2 separate regions of the Bos taurus genome follow, and region 1 is linked to region 2. The links are chromatin contacts, called in public Hi-C maps. All regions are on one chromosome and are shown on one strand. The core of a region is the stretch at or near the end of the contact, and the rest is flanking DNA. Distances in the headings are between cores, read along the strand shown. Region 1 holds the start of SSH3 (slingshot protein phosphatase 3). Region 2 has its middle 5.3 kb from the start of GRK2.

The links. Hi-C and Micro-C count contacts between places; a contact is called where the count stands out from the background.
Region 1: a contact with region 2 is called in a Hi-C map of an unstated tissue, with 2.0 times the contacts expected there. The contact joins the promoter of SSH3 here to the enhancer-like site in region 2. A contact is called at or near these places in 4 of 11 Hi-C or Micro-C datasets (blastocyst, liver, skeletal muscle and 1 more).

The regions. Positions count from the first base shown.
Region 1 is chr29:45,223,026-45,225,725 of ARS-UCD2.0, reverse strand. SSH3 (slingshot protein phosphatase 3) reads right to left here and starts at 1,273. Exons shown (of 14, transcript NM_001102006.1): 1 at 1,167-1,273; 2 at 617-657; 3 at 1-106. The coding sequence starts at 1,232. It overlaps ANKRD13D (ankyrin repeat domain 13D), which reads right to left. Exons shown (of 14, transcript NR_197967.1): 14 at 2,301-2,671.
Region 2 is chr29:45,183,463-45,186,162 of ARS-UCD2.0, reverse strand. No RefSeq gene overlaps it. Among named protein-coding and RNA genes, the nearest start is that of GRK2, 5.3 kb to the left of the region's middle. Within about 2 kb of position 1,347, at least 79 of the 102 cell types and tissues checked have an H3K27ac peak or open chromatin away from gene starts, as enhancers often do. A contact at or near this core is called in liver and skeletal muscle, where this site is marked.

The DNA of each region.
Region 1 (2,700 bases), core at 24-2,523, 40 kb before region 2:
CCCGGGGGGCTCCTCCGCTGGCTCTGGGCTGGGCCTGGAAGCATCTCCATCATCCCCTCCATCCTGCAGTCCCAGGACAGCCCCTCGGAGTACTGCAAAGCTCTGCCTGGAAGGGGAGCAGGGGAAAAGTGACACCGTGACAGCCCATCCCACCCCTCAGGACAGGGGAGTCAACCCCCCTGAACCGCCTGGAGGATTTGTTAAATCAGGTGTTGGCCCCCATCCCGAGTCAGTGGGCCTGGAGAGGAGGCCTGAGAAGGTGCCTACCCAGTTCCCAGGTGATGCCACCTCAGTGCTTTGGGAACCACTGCCTTGGTGGCTCTCAAGCCTCGAGCCCAACTTTCCCTTCCCATCTGCCTAACTCAATAAATAACTGTGAACTTGGTGGGGCCCCAGGAGTCCTCAGGCCCTGCCATTGGCCAGAGCCAGGGCCAGGATAGTGGATGAAGGAGCCTCAACTGACTGGGGGAAGATGGAAGCAAAGGCAGCCAGCTGTGCCCACTAGCAACTCTGTCCCCACATACTAAGTAGTTGGCTTTGGCTGCAAGTCCTCCCAGAGGGCAGTGGCCAAGCCTGGTGGCTGGATGGAGGTGTGTGTGTGGGGAGAGGTGCTCACCTTCGCTGGAGCCGGCTTCTGCGCTGGGACACCGGGTCCTGCTGAGAAGGCAGCCCCCAGGGCAGAGTAAAGTGGTGGGAAAGGACTCCTCCCCAGGTTCAGGGTGCTGGGGTTGGGGGTGCAGGGATCCGCCCCCTCCCTCGTCCCGCCCCCCCCCCATGCAGTGGGGAAAGGAACCAGAAAGGGTGTCAAATCCTTTTCTGTTCCAGTCCACTTTCCACGTGGAGACACTGGCGGGGCCGGGCCCAGGTCCAGGCCGGCAGCCGGAGGTAAGGGAGGGGGAGCGCTGCTGGAGATGCCTGAGGGTTTGGCCCAGGTCTGGGCCCAGAGCGGGGTAGGGCCTCCGCGGGTGCTCGGGGCTCCGGATCTTGCCTTGGTCCGAGTTCCTGGTTGCCTCAAGATCTCCCCCAAGCAGCTCCAGCCTGAGACGTGAAGGCCCCCTCCGCACACCCCCAGGCTTGAGGGGAGGCTGCCCGTGGGCAGCAAGCACTCCCCCAGGCCCAACTGGCAGCCAACTGCGTGGGCAGGACCACAGCCAAGCCAGACTCACCGTGGGCCCCACAGGCGTGGAGTGGCCGCTGGCCGGGGGCGAGCGGCTTACTGTGACCAGGGCCATGGGGTCAGGCCGGGGGCCCCTGGGCCGGTATGGCGCGGCGCCCTCCCTCGTCGCCCCGCGGACGGTCCCTGCCCCGCAGGACCAGGAAGGAGAGTCCGGCGCCACCAGGGCCTGGCACCTCCTCGGGGCGGACCTTAAAGGGCCAGACACCCGTCCAGCCCGGCCTGCGGAGCCCGCAGTCAGTGGCCACCGCCCCTCCCTCCGCGTCTCCGCCTCGCCCCCGCCCCTCAAAGCACGTTAGGGGCGGGGCCGGGGGGCGGGGCGCAGGTGAGGCGCCGGGCCCTGGCGGCGGGAAAAGACAGCCTACGCAGCGCTCCAGGGTTTGGTCCCTCCTCCCAGGAGGCGCCCCCGCCCCAGTCCTCGGCTCCGCCCGGCTGGGTCACCTGAGCTGTGCTCTGGGGCTCAACCATCCTGTTACCCCGCAGAGGTGGAGCCCAGGGAGGCAGGGGTGAGGACCCAAGTCTTGGAGAGGACCAGACACGGTGGGTCTTAAGTGGAGGCACCCCAGACTTCTTTCTTTTTGCTAGTTGGTCTTGGCACTTCCACTCGGCTTCAGGGGATGTCAGGCTGGATTTAGAACGAACCCACAGGCTCACAAGGGGTCCTCGGGGCCACCTTGGAGGTAAGCTGGGCGGGGCTGAGCAGGTTCAGGGCCGCGGCAGAGGGAAGTGACTTGTCTAATGTCACTGCAGTCGAACCTGCCAGGGTAGGTAGGGGCAGGAACCCAGGCCTGGGCTGCGGGGACGCCACTTCCGAGCCACCTGGAGAACCAGCCTCTGCCCTTCCCGAATTCCAGGAAAGCCCGGGTCTCCAGCAGGTGGGACCGGCCTCAGGGGAAGTGATGTTCACGGAGCACCTACCCAGTGAGGGCGCTTGACACCTGTCGGCTCATCTTACCCTCCCAGCAGCCCTGAGTGTTGGAGGGGGTCTCATTTAAAGCTGAGGAAACAAGCCAAGCGGGCCACGGTCAGGATTCAAATCCAAGTCCTAAGGCCATTACCCAGTGTCTCGCCTTGGTACCCCCCACCAGGCCCCCTCACCCCAACCCCACACTGAGCAGAGCAAGCCTGCTGCTAAGGGTCTCTTTATTTCCATCTTGGTCTCAAGGCCAGCTCCCCCCTTCTAGGGCTCCAGGCCCCTGAGCCCAGCAGCTGAGTGTTTATAAATAAATAAATTACAAAAGTGGGTGGGGGAGCAGCCCAGATGCCCTCCCGAGGGCGGGGGCTCAGTGCTCGGTGAGCGAGAGCTGCAGGATCCGCTGTAGGTCTTCCTCCTCCTGCTGCCCCAGGCGCTCCCGCTCCTCCTGCTCCTGAGAGGACAGCTCCAGGGCCAGGCGAAGCTGCTCCTCAAAGCTGGGGGGGGCCGGGGTTGGGGGCGTCCTGTGTGGGGAGCCTGGACCCCCGGGCTCTGTGGACATCCGCAGGCTTTCCTGGAGGGCCCTTCCAGGCCAGGTATGAGAGGGGAGAGC
Region 2 (2,700 bases), core at 98-2,597:
CACCCTGCCACTCCTCTAGCCAGAGTCTTTTACAGAGTCTTCACAGGCCTAAATGTAACCCCATCTCCAATGACCACCCCTGCACTTAGGAAACCTACTCTTTTCTGTGGCCCGTGAGACTTACAGTTTGGCCCCTGCCCATCGCTCTAACTCAATCCCCCTGCCCCTCCCTGTGCCCTTTCGTCTCCAGTCTCTCTGATCTTCCTTCTGACACTACAACTAGCCAAGTTCATTTCTACCTCTGGGGTGCTGACTTTATAATTCCCCTTGCCTGGAATGACTTCCTTTTCACTTCCTTCCCATAAGGCAGATTCCTGCTCGCCCTGCATCCCATGGGTGGAAAGGTTCCTGTTCAGAGGGCTCTCCCTGGTGCCCCTGTCTGGTGTGGTCACTGCTGCATTCCTCACATTGGATGCCAAGTTAGGGCCACAGAAACAGAACTCAGGTCTGGAGAGGAAGAAGGCCCCCTCCAATTAACCTGGCAAGAGGATATGGGAGGAGGTGGCAGGCTCAGGAAAAGAGGAAGAGTTGGCGAAGGTCTTGAACTTGACATGGTCTGCACATGAGCAGGAGTGAGGTTGGGGGTGAGGACTGGCATGTGCCAAGGCCCAGGAACGCAGGTTTCCTCTTGCTGGGGCTTCACCTCTGTCTCCATCCTGGGCTTTGAAGAGCCAGGAGGATGAACTTGAGGGTGTCTCAATCCATACAGCTCACCGGGGGTGAGCAGACTTGACTGGGAGAAACTCCTGCTTAATGTGGGCAGCGACCTCTTTGATGTCCGGGGCCCACATGGTGCCAGGCTTTGGCTGGGAGGCTGGGACTTCACCTCGTTTACTCAGTCACTCGTCCAACAGTGTACCTGAGCTCCTACTACATACCAGGCCCTGGTGCTTGGCCTTGGGCATCCAACATAGGAGAGACGGCGAATCTATGGGCAAAGCATACATAATAATAAACACTGACGCTTCCTGGGTTCTCTCCATGTGCAGGCCACTGTTCCTAGAACCCAGATGATCTCATTTAATACTCAAAACATCCTTATGAGGCAAGTGACAAGTTATCGTTAGGGCCGGGAGCCTGCTCGGGTGAAGTCGGGGAAAACTCTTGAGGACTGGCATTTCCGCCAAGGACACAGGCCTTGTGCTCCCTCCTGCACAGTCCAAGGGCCTTTGATAGCCCACAACTCTGCCAGGCTTCCAGGCCGCTGCTTCGCCCGACCAGTCTCCCGAGAGCAGCGCCTCTCCCTGGAACCCTCCGGAAAGTCACAAGTCCCCACGCCGCCTGGGGCCGCAGTCTCCCTTTTCCGCCTTGGAGCCTCAGCGCGACATGGCCCCGCCTCTGGATCCGGCCCCGCCCCGCCCGGGCTCCGCCCCACCCCGCCCCGCTCCTCCCACAGGGCCCTCTTGGAGCTGTCCCCAGTGCGCATGCGCCTCGTCTTCTGCGACTCAGGCTTAGTCGTGCTGAGCTCCTACTGCTTGTCTGCGCCTTGACCTTTGAGCATCTCAGTCGAGGTCTCGTAGGCCCCACCGGCCCCGCTGTATCCTCTGGTACTTGCCTGTCAGGGAAAGGGAGGATGGGTGTGGAAAAGCCGCTTGCTGGGTGCTTTAGATAAAGTTACTTGACCTCTCTGAGCCCTGCCTTTCTCTTCTGTACCCCAGCCTGGCCTCACTGAATTGTTTTGAGGGTAAATGAAGATGTGTATGCAGTGGTGGGTGGGCTGAGGAGATGTCTTTCTGAACGGTCACTGGTAACACATCCTGAGGACCTTGGAGCCCACTTGTGTGTCTCCCTCTCAGCGTCCTCCATGGTCTTTCTCTCCTTTCATTTCTCTTCTCCCCTCCCAGGTTCTTTGCCTCTTTCTCTGCCTTCCCTTTTCTGGATCTTTCAGGGTGTTTCTCTCTGGGTCTGGATCTCTCTGCCTCTCCACCTGTCTTGCCCTCCTGGCGCTGCCACGGCACAGTCTGGAAGCACAACAGCTTTCTGGCCCCTTGTCGCTCTCTGGCGTGGGGCAGGTTTAGGGGACAGAAGGCTAGGCTGAGGGCAACTGCAGGTGCTCCCGGACCTTGGGTGTCTGCTCTATTTCCTGCCCATACATTGGTGTCAGCGCTGAGGGTTCGTTTCTGGTCTGGGCCTCTGGAAGGTGGGGAGGTAGGGTGACTCTCCCCAGCAAGTGCCAGGCCTGCTCTGCTGGTGGCCACCCGAATGGCACTTAGCACAGAACTGACCTGGGAGGGCTAGAGGAGCTGGAATTGGCCTTCTCCCCAGGTCTAGCTACCTCATTTGTGGGGTCCACTGCAAATAAAGTGCACAGCCCCTTTTTCAAAAATTAAGAATTTCAAGGGACTTCCTTGGTGGCCCAACGGCTAAGACTTCGCGCTCCCAATGCAGGGGGCCCGGGTTTGATCCCTGGTCCGGGAACTAGATCCCACATGCAGCAACTAAGAAAGAGTTGACATGGGACAACTAAAAAAGATCTCACATGTTGCAACAATGATCGAAGATCCTGAGTGCAGCAACTAAGACTGGCACAGCCAAACTAAAAAAAAAAAAGAATTTCAAGATGGTGACAAGAGCACATTAAACCCAGTGTGGGATCCCTCTGAGGGCAGGGCCCCATGTGACTGCATGGATCACTCACCCATGAAATCAGTCCTGCTTCCTTTTCCTATAAATCCACCTTTCATTGTGCTCAGGAGCAGA